Regions from separate parts of the Mus musculus genome. Here region 1 is linked to region 2. A link is a contact called in public Hi-C data. All regions are on one chromosome and are shown on one strand. Each heading gives the region's core, a stretch centred on a gene start, on an enhancer-like site or on the middle of the called end of the contact. The rest is flanking DNA. Distances are from core to core; before and after follow the strand shown. Region 1 overlaps Thada (thyroid adenoma associated). Region 2 has its middle 36 kb from the start of Gm35551.

What was found. Hi-C and Micro-C count contacts between places; a contact is called where the count stands out from the background.
Region 1: a Hi-C map of effector CD8 T cells shows a contact between it and region 2, with 3 times the contacts expected there. The contact joins two enhancer-like sites. A contact is called at or near these places in 15 of 484 Hi-C or Micro-C datasets (CD4 T cells, CD8 T cells, the HPC-7 cell line and 6 more), 7 of 115 datasets of contacts at active chromatin or transcription factors (CD8 T cells, the HPC-7 cell line, bone marrow-derived dendritic cells and 4 more) and 1 of 9 other capture datasets (adipose tissue).

What each region holds. Positions count from the first base shown.
Region 1 is chr17:84,331,018-84,335,339 of GRCm38.p6, reverse strand. Thada (thyroid adenoma associated) reads left to right here. Exons shown (of 38, transcript NM_183021.3): 28 at 1,183-1,314. Among named protein-coding and RNA genes, the nearest start is that of Gm24492, 45 kb to the right of the region's middle. Within about 2 kb of position 2,244, at least 93 of the 459 cell types and tissues checked have an H3K27ac peak or open chromatin away from gene starts, as enhancers often do. A contact at or near this core is called in CD8 T cells, the HPC-7 cell line, Th1 cells and 5 more, where this site is marked.
Region 2 is chr17:84,117,825-84,121,907 of GRCm38.p6, reverse strand. No RefSeq gene overlaps it. Among named protein-coding and RNA genes, the nearest start is that of Gm35551, 36 kb to the right of the region's middle. Within about 2 kb of position 2,082, at least 150 of the 459 cell types and tissues checked have an H3K27ac peak or open chromatin away from gene starts, as enhancers often do. A contact at or near this core is called in CD8 T cells, the HPC-7 cell line, Th1 cells and 5 more, where this site is marked.

The sequences.
Region 1 (4,322 bases), core at 995-3,494, 210 kb before region 2:
TCCCAGGTCCCCATGAGAAATCCTATCTCAAAAGACAAAGTGGGGTTGGCAAGATGGCTTGAGCCCTGATGACCTGTCCGTGTGCCCCAAACCCACATGAAAGTAAACGGAGAGTGACACCTCACAAGTTGTCCTCTGTGTGTCATGGCACATGCACCCAATAATAAAAACTTTTTACATTTTAAAAGGACTAGGGACACAGTTCCTGAGGTTTAACATCCAAGGTTGACCTCTAGTCCCCACACACAGACACACAGCCACACACACACATACTTACACACATAGACACACATACCTGAATTATTTCTTCCTCTTATTTTTTAAAATTTTTGTCTACATTACTAAATGTACTTAATAGATTCTTAACATCCTGTATTACTGGCCTGTTGCAGCTTGCTGCTGTGAAACAACAGCTAAGTTGCCTGTGATCAAATGTGGGTCCCTGAGCAAAAATGATCAATAATTTTAGAAATATAAAGCAGAGTCATTTTAAAGGGCATTGAGTCCCCTGGGGCGGCAAGAAATGGTGTCATTTTGTTTCAGTCTTACTCTGTAGCTGACAGTAGACTTTTTACTATGGATATCTTAGAACATGCAACTTTTTAATTTTTCTGCAGTCTTTGTACTGGTATAAATACATATAAACTGTCTGTAATGGGAAAATGTAATTATATCAATGAAATGTATTTTTGTCAAGATATCTTTTCTCTAATTGCTAGCTAGTGCAGGGAGGGTTTTCTGGTTCTAGTGAGTAATGGCCTAGTCATGTTTCCTCAAAGCCATCAGACAGGGAGAGCTTCCCATTTCCTGAAAGCTCTGGACAGCACAGTACAGAAAGTGTGACTCCAGAGAGTCACTGGCTTTAGAAGAGGGTTGCGTGCAGGACCCTTGCTTTGCCAGAGGCTTCTCCTTGTGCACGTTAAAGTGAAACAGGAAAACGTGACAAAATGTGGGGCTGGAGAAATGACTCAGCAGCTAAGAGCACTGGCTGTTCTTCCAGAGGTCCTGAGTTCAATTCCCAGCAACCACATGGTGGCTCACGACCATCTGTAATGGGACAGCTACAGTGTATTGATATAAATAAAATAAATAAATCTTAAAAAAAAAGTGACAAAATGTGTTTGAAAGCAGTGCCTGCCTTCTTCAGTCTGAAATCTTTTATGTGTAATCACTTTCCTTCAGTGAACTGGGAGAGCCTGATCGCCACCCTGGCATGTTCCTCTTACTCCTGGTGTTGGAGAGACTGTACCCATCGCCGATGGACGGCACATCATCTGCGCTCAGCTTGGCCCCTTTTGTTCCTTTCATTATCAGGTAGTGTCATATTGCAGGGAACTTGAGAGAATGTTCTATCTTGTTCTTATTTGGAGAATTATAATCAATATATTGTCTTAGGGAGCCATTTTGTGAAAGCAAGAGAGTGAAGCTTTCTGCTATTGCTCCTGACTGTTCTCCAGTGCTTTCTGAGCAGTTACCTGTGCTTAGCCCCTGGGTGTGGGCGCCTATGGCTGTGTTGATAGTGTTTTCCTTGGAGACCGGCTAGTGGGTGTGTGATGTTGATCGGAAGTATCCCTTTTGAAAACACTGCCTATGGTTTGTATTGAACAGTATTGGGCCAGCCAACACAGGTATGCTGGGCGGGCTTGATCCTAGCATGTATTCCCTGCCCTGTGGTTTAAAAGAATATTAAGGCACCTGGCTCTTTACTCTGTGGAAGTCAGAGCAACCAGGACCTGGTGTGCCTGTGGCAATGCCACTTAGCCCATTGTCCCACTTAATCTTCTGTTTCAAACTTGGGGTGCCTAAAAGAGATGCAAAAGCATAATGCATGTGGGTGCACACCAACTACAGGATACATCACCAAAGGCCCCAGTACCTCTTCTGAAATGGCTGTCACTTTTTAGTTTTTGACTGTGCACCTTAACGTGTGATCCTCAAAAAGCATTTGTGTTTTCCTATGACTCACTTTAGAAGCTATAATATTATTATCAGCTCTTACTCTTCGGAGTTCTTGACTAGCATGTGCCTTTCATGGATCTATTGAAATTTGAGATGGACTTGGGGAAGCACAAGAACACAAAGCTTGAGTGTGTTTATTATTTGTGCAGCATCTTGTGTTCTGCTTCCTGGGCTCACATAGTTGACTTACGCATTTCCATGTGAGAAACCATGAAACACGAGGTTCTGACATGTGATGCTGTGGCCATTTGTTTGCCACCAAGCCTGGGCTGTGGTTGTGCTATCTGTGATCACAGAGGTGACTCACTGGGACTGGCTTGGTTTCCGATACAAAGTTACCGTCTGCCTCCTCCAGTATTGGGTGATTCATTTTAGAAATTTGGTGGTAAATTTTACTTTCAAGAGCCTTAAAAGTGTTCTCTTTCATGAACATTTGTGTGTATTTGAGGGGAGGATGCAGCTAAGCAGTGTTTCAGAAAGTTGATAAAAGGGAAAAGGTACAAACAGTATCAGCGCCATTAGAAATCAAGATGTGCTGTGCACCATCGGCTATGTCGAGACCATTCATTCTGCAGAGGCTTTTACCACACCATCTGTTGTTGGTTGTTCCTAGAGACAGGAAGTTGCTACATTGAAAATACTCTTCCAAATGGACCTACTTATATATAATCTGAGTATGTGCATGGTCCTGAGAGATAGTCAAAGATTACAGTAGTATAGAAGATTTAAATACTACTCTGAAACCAGGTTGTAGAGAGCATTGAAGTCCTTAGTAAGTGTGTGTTGTTGACATAGGCATGACCATGTCAGTGAAGCTGGTGCCTGGCCCCATGGGTGAAATTTCCCTGGATAAGATTCAGAGAATGGCAGCACCTTCCTCTCAACCATGTGGGGATGGTGATGGTGACTGCAGGAAATGTTCACAGCTACTCCGCACCACCCGCGTTGGGAGCCCAAGTTCATGGCCTAAAGATTGCTCCCCTACAAAGAGACTGCTCCTACTAAGATTAGCTAATCCTGTCTCCTTTTTCAGTTGTATATGGTAACCCTGCTTCCTTCTTCAGCTGGCTGTGTGCAACACCCTTACCTCCCTGTCCAGTTATATATAAACATACTGAGCTTCCAGTGCACTGCAGCTTCCCCAATAGAGAGTCTAGACCGCCTGATCCCATATATTCTGTGTGTCTGGTATGTCCTTTCCTCATTACCTAGTTAGGGTTCCAGGCCCCAAGCTGTGCAAGGATGTATACCAGGAACTGAGAACATCATCTGGGTTAGTTTGGTTGGTTTAGTTTGTGTTGTCTGTTTCACAGTGTTGGGGATCAAACCCAGGGCCTTGCTCGTGCTTGGCAAGCTCTAGCATTGAGTTGCATCCTCAGCCCTGGTATGTAAGAGTCTACCCAGGAGGCTGGGAAGATGCTTTAGCAGTTCAGAACACTTGTTCTTGCAGCAGACAAAGGCTCCGTTTCCGCTATTCAGATGATGGCTCACAACTGCCTGTAATTTCAGTTCCAGGGAATCCAGCAACCTCTTCTACGCTCCACAGACACCAAGTACGGCCATGATGCGCACATATATTTGCAGGCAAAATACACATAAAATCAATAAATCTAAGATTTTTAAGGACTTTAGCTTATTTCTCTGATACTGTTTTGTTTGTTTGTTTGTTTTTGTTTTTGCCAGCCTGAATCTTAGAGGTAGCTGATTTGGTTTTTCTGGTCTGTATGGGCAGTTCTTTGCTATCCAGCCCCTTCCTCCATGAGTGCAGTGCCTTCACATATAGCCACTCCCTCTGCGTTGTGACAGCATGAAGCAGAATAATGGGGCTTTACAGGAGCTCCAAGAACTGCTTGACTACAGTTTACCAGCGCCTGTTTGTCGTGCTCTCTAAAGGGTTAAAGGAAGGGCCTGGAGCCTTTCAGTTCCTTTCACAGGCAAATTTCAAGCTTCCACTGAAACATTACAGGAAAGCGTATAGTACCATCCTAGAGCGCCATGACTCTGGAGTCCTGGAGAGCAAAGGCCTGGACTGAGGAGGCTCGGCTTCAGAGTGCTCTGCCACTTCTAATTGTGACCCTTGCATGCTGCGGTGTTCCCGCTCTGGACTAATGTGCTCTCTGTGTGAAAAGCACCTGAGAGGTCAGCAGCTCACTCACTGAGGGAGATGTCGCCTCACTGCACTTGACTGTGCGAGGCACTTAGAAATGTCCTTCCTCCCCGCCCCTCGGCATCCCCTTCTTCCTGCTTGGTTTAATTCATTTTCAGTACCCATCTTCCCCAGTCCATTTGTTTTCCTTTGTTTAAAGTGAAATCTGCTTGCTTGCTTTTCCCTGACAAGTACTAAGTACAAATAACAAAACAAG
Region 2 (4,083 bases), core at 833-3,332:
TACTGAGATTAAAGATGTATGCCACCTCTCCCTGCAAAATAAATAAATCTTTTAACTGCTGAGCCATCTCTTAAGCCCCTCTTAAAAATTTAGATTCATTTCTTTTATTATGTGTTAAAATAAATCTTTAAAACAAATAGTATAGGATCATTCTCAGCTGCATTTGAGGCCAGTCTGGAATACATGAGACCCTGTCTCAAAAATTAACAAACAAATGAACAAAATGAAAAAAAAGAAGAACAAACTTAGTTGCTCAAAAGAGGAACTCATTTGCTCCTGTCTCTGGCAGTTGGGCAGGGCTTGGGGGACAGCTCCTGTAGTCTGCGCATGGAGGTATGTCTCAGAAAGTCCGATGGGGCAGGGAACGGAGGGACTTAAGGGGGACCTGTTCTCAGTCTCACCCTCTTCCTCCGGGTAGATGGCTGAGAACAAACTAGGCCGGGAGTCAGTGTGGCTCTGCCACCCCACTGAGAAGAAGGAAGATCAGTAGATGAGCACTGTAGGTCCCCAGAGGACACACATGCTCTTGCATTTAAAACTGCCACTGAACCAGGCCTGTAACCCCTGCTTTTTGGGAGGCTGGGATAGGCGGCTTGAGAGTTCAAGACCTGCCTGGGCTAAAGAGTGGGGCACTTAGGAAGACCCTGCCTCAAATAAAATGTGGGAAAATGTCTTCAGGGTAGCCCAGGAGTGGAGCTGAGGGTGTCAGGCCCTCGATGTGCACTCCAGTGCCACCCACCAACCAACCAACCAAGTCCTGCCACTGGTGTACAGCACTCATGCGTGTTGGCAGTTCTCCCCTCTCTCTGACCCTTCCTCCCTCCTCCTCCCCCCACCCCACTTTCTTTCTTGAGATAAATTCTCCCTGTGTCCCAGGTTGACCCTGATTTTGCTTTGCAACTAAAGATGATCCTAGTCCTCCTGCCTTTACCTCCATGCACTGAGATTATAAGTATGGGAGTATTTAAAAATTATAATTTATATAGGATATTATGAGATAGTAACAATCTGTGCATGTGTTTGTGTGTATATATATGTATATGTGAGCATGTACGTGAGCGTGTGTGCCTGTGAATGTATGGTGTGTATACTTGTGTGTATGCCTAGCTTAAACCCTGTGTACTGAGTGGCAATGGAAAGTGCCACATTCTTTTGGCTGCAGCAGGTCACAAGGGCAGCCCCGAGCCTTGCAGTAAGGATGGAATGAGGGAGGAGAGGCAGACTCTGGCTCTGGAGAAAGAAGAGCCTTCCTCACAGAGAGAGGAGGGAGGGCTGGAACAGCCCAGCAACCCCAGGTCATGACCTGTGTGGTCTTCAGGCTTCTGGCTCTAAAATGAAAACCATCCTGCTCACCCCCTAGAGGTACAGTGTATGACAGGAAAGAAATGCTGGGATAACATATCTTGGGACAGAGAGATGGCTTGTTTAGGCTTGGTCCTGCTCCCATCCTCTGACCTGACTTTATAGATGCCTACTTGCCTGCATCCATCTATTTATCTATCCACCCATCCTACAGTTCTTGAATTCTTTGGCCCAGATACCACTCCAGAAGTCAGAGATCATAGCAGATCATAGAGAGCAACCATTGCTGCTGTCCCAGAATTCATTTTTAGAGAAACAGCTGATATAGACTAAGTAAGGGGTCAGGGTGAAGGAAGCTAAGGAGGAGAAGACATGGGACTGCCTGTCATTGGCCAGTGTGGCTTAGACATTTGGCTAGAGGTGTTCCCTTGAGTCAGTACTAATGAAGAAGCCAGGAGGGTGACATCAGGTGCTGGGAGACCAGTGGGCCCCTCAGAGGCAGGGAGAGGCAGGAAAGGAAGCGAGAGAGGAACAGTGTAGCACACAGGCTTGGAGGAGCATCCTCCCCAGACCCTGGGTGGCTCCTTTCCCCAGGATATTGAAATATCACTTTCATGATGGGCTCCATGGCCCACTTGCTGCTGCTGCTGCTACTGCTGGCTGCCTCTTGGGGTCATGGTGGAGAAGAATGGGAGTGTGACTGTCCTGCATACCACCCTGTACACGCATGCTGGTGCCAAGCTAGGAACCCTGCAGAGGTGGCCTCACTCTCAGACACTTTGCATGTGCTGCTGACGTCATTGTGGTTTGGAGCCCTTGGTGTAGACCTGAGTCAAAGACAGAGCGTCCTGTCCTCAGAGGCTATGGTGCAGGTGGGGGTGGGGGAGGTGACAACAGATACCGCGCACGTGTACACACACATCCTCAGACACATGCGCGCACGCATGCATACATGCAGCAGTCGTCCATCCGGCTCTTACTTCATTGTCCAGCATGCACATGTGTGTGGTGCACACATGGACAGACAGCTGATCTGGCCCAGACACCCCTAGACCTTGGGCTCAGGTACAGCACCCCACTCTCAACCGTGCTGGAGCCCAGGGAGATGGAGGAAGCGGTGAGGGCACCTTCCTGCCTCTGAACAGGAACCTTTGGTTCTCTGGACCTCACAAAGGGTACCCGGCTGTTTATCAGCTTTTGTCTTGGGGGGGGGGAAGCATGGCTCTTTTGCCTTCTCATGTCAAAACCACTTCCCCATAGGCCAGCTTCCACACTCAGCCCTCAGTGGGGCCCAGCTTGCTTGCTCCATGCTCAACGGGGCTGGCACCCTGTGTGTCCGGTTTGAGGACAGGCTTAGAAACCCACCTGGGTTTTGGGAGATCTGCCTGCCCCAGACTTCCCCAGGCTGATGCGTACTGCAGGCTGCAGTGTCTGCTCCAGGCTACCTGGCTTTGGGGATGGACTTGGGAGGTAGGGACCAGGTTCAGTGCCAGCTCAGCAGGACCTGGGGTAGGCCCATGGCCTCTCCATCTCTCCATGTCTTTTTTTTGTTGTTGTTGTTGGCAGAGCTCTGAGAGTTGCCCTGAAGTCTACTGTGCAGAGATAGTAGTCAGCACCATCTGGCTTTTTGCCTTAGAAGGGACAGGCTATGACCTCCCTGCTCTGGCCTCGAAGCCCTGGCCAGCAAACCATCAGGACACTGGGGTCTCCATGGAGACAGGAACATGATACTACAAGGATGAGAGCTTGGGAGGTTTCTCCATCTCATCATCTGTGGGACAGGAACCCACCCAGCCTCTCTCCACCCAGCCTCAGACTGCTTCTGCTGCCATGGTCCCAGCTTCTACCCCTCTCCAGGCCTCTACCCTGCCAGGCTTCTCTTCTGCTGCCCAGAGCTCATAGCCTGTATTTCTTGAAGACCTGGGGTCCTCAAGTGTGAAGGGTACAAGAATCCCCACAGCACAGATAATGCCAGGTGATACCTGGCTGTCACTGCCTGCCCCCAGGACCTGAGCATATGATCCCTACCCCCTTACTTGGGTCTTGGGAACCAAACCCCAGCCCAGCACTAGATTGGAGGGTGGGTAGCTCTTTCCAAATGCAGAAGGAAGGAAAAGAGGCTGCATGCTGGGTGCCCTGTCTAGAGGAAGTCGGAGCTGGGCTGTGGAGCTGGGCTGTGGTGTGACAGTTCCAGGGCCTCACGCATCTCCTGCCTGGTTCTTACCCTGCTGATGTCATGGGGAGTGCCTCTCCACCCCACCCCCAGCCACTGTGGGTAGTGACAGGGCGAAGCTCTGAATGACCCATTTACCACCCCCCACCCTCCCCGATGACCATTCTCCCCCAAGTGCTATCCTGGGAAATACTGTTTAGCATCCACTATGGGCTAGGTAACTTCATAGCCAGACCTTCATTTGAGCCTCTATGCCACCCCATCCTTTATAAGTGAGAAAGTCATCCCAGTGACAGTAGGGCCCCTGCCTGGTATGTAGCTTAGAGATGGCAGAGCAGCCCTTCCCACCTGGGGGCCCCTGATGGCTTCCTGTTAGCTGGGGCCTATGGAGGGGTGAGAGACTTCATTCATCCTGGAGGAGTCCTCAGAGGCCTCCTGTTTGTTGAGAAGGAAGCAAGTGCTCCAGGCTATGCCATGGGCTCCTGGCAGAACCTCTCTGGGGTGGAGAATGTCCCTTGGCAAGGGAACCTGGTGGGAGGGGCTTTGCTGGGAGAGCTCCTGGGTGATGACCTCTAGGGCTCTCAGATAGCCCCAGATGAGCAGGACCT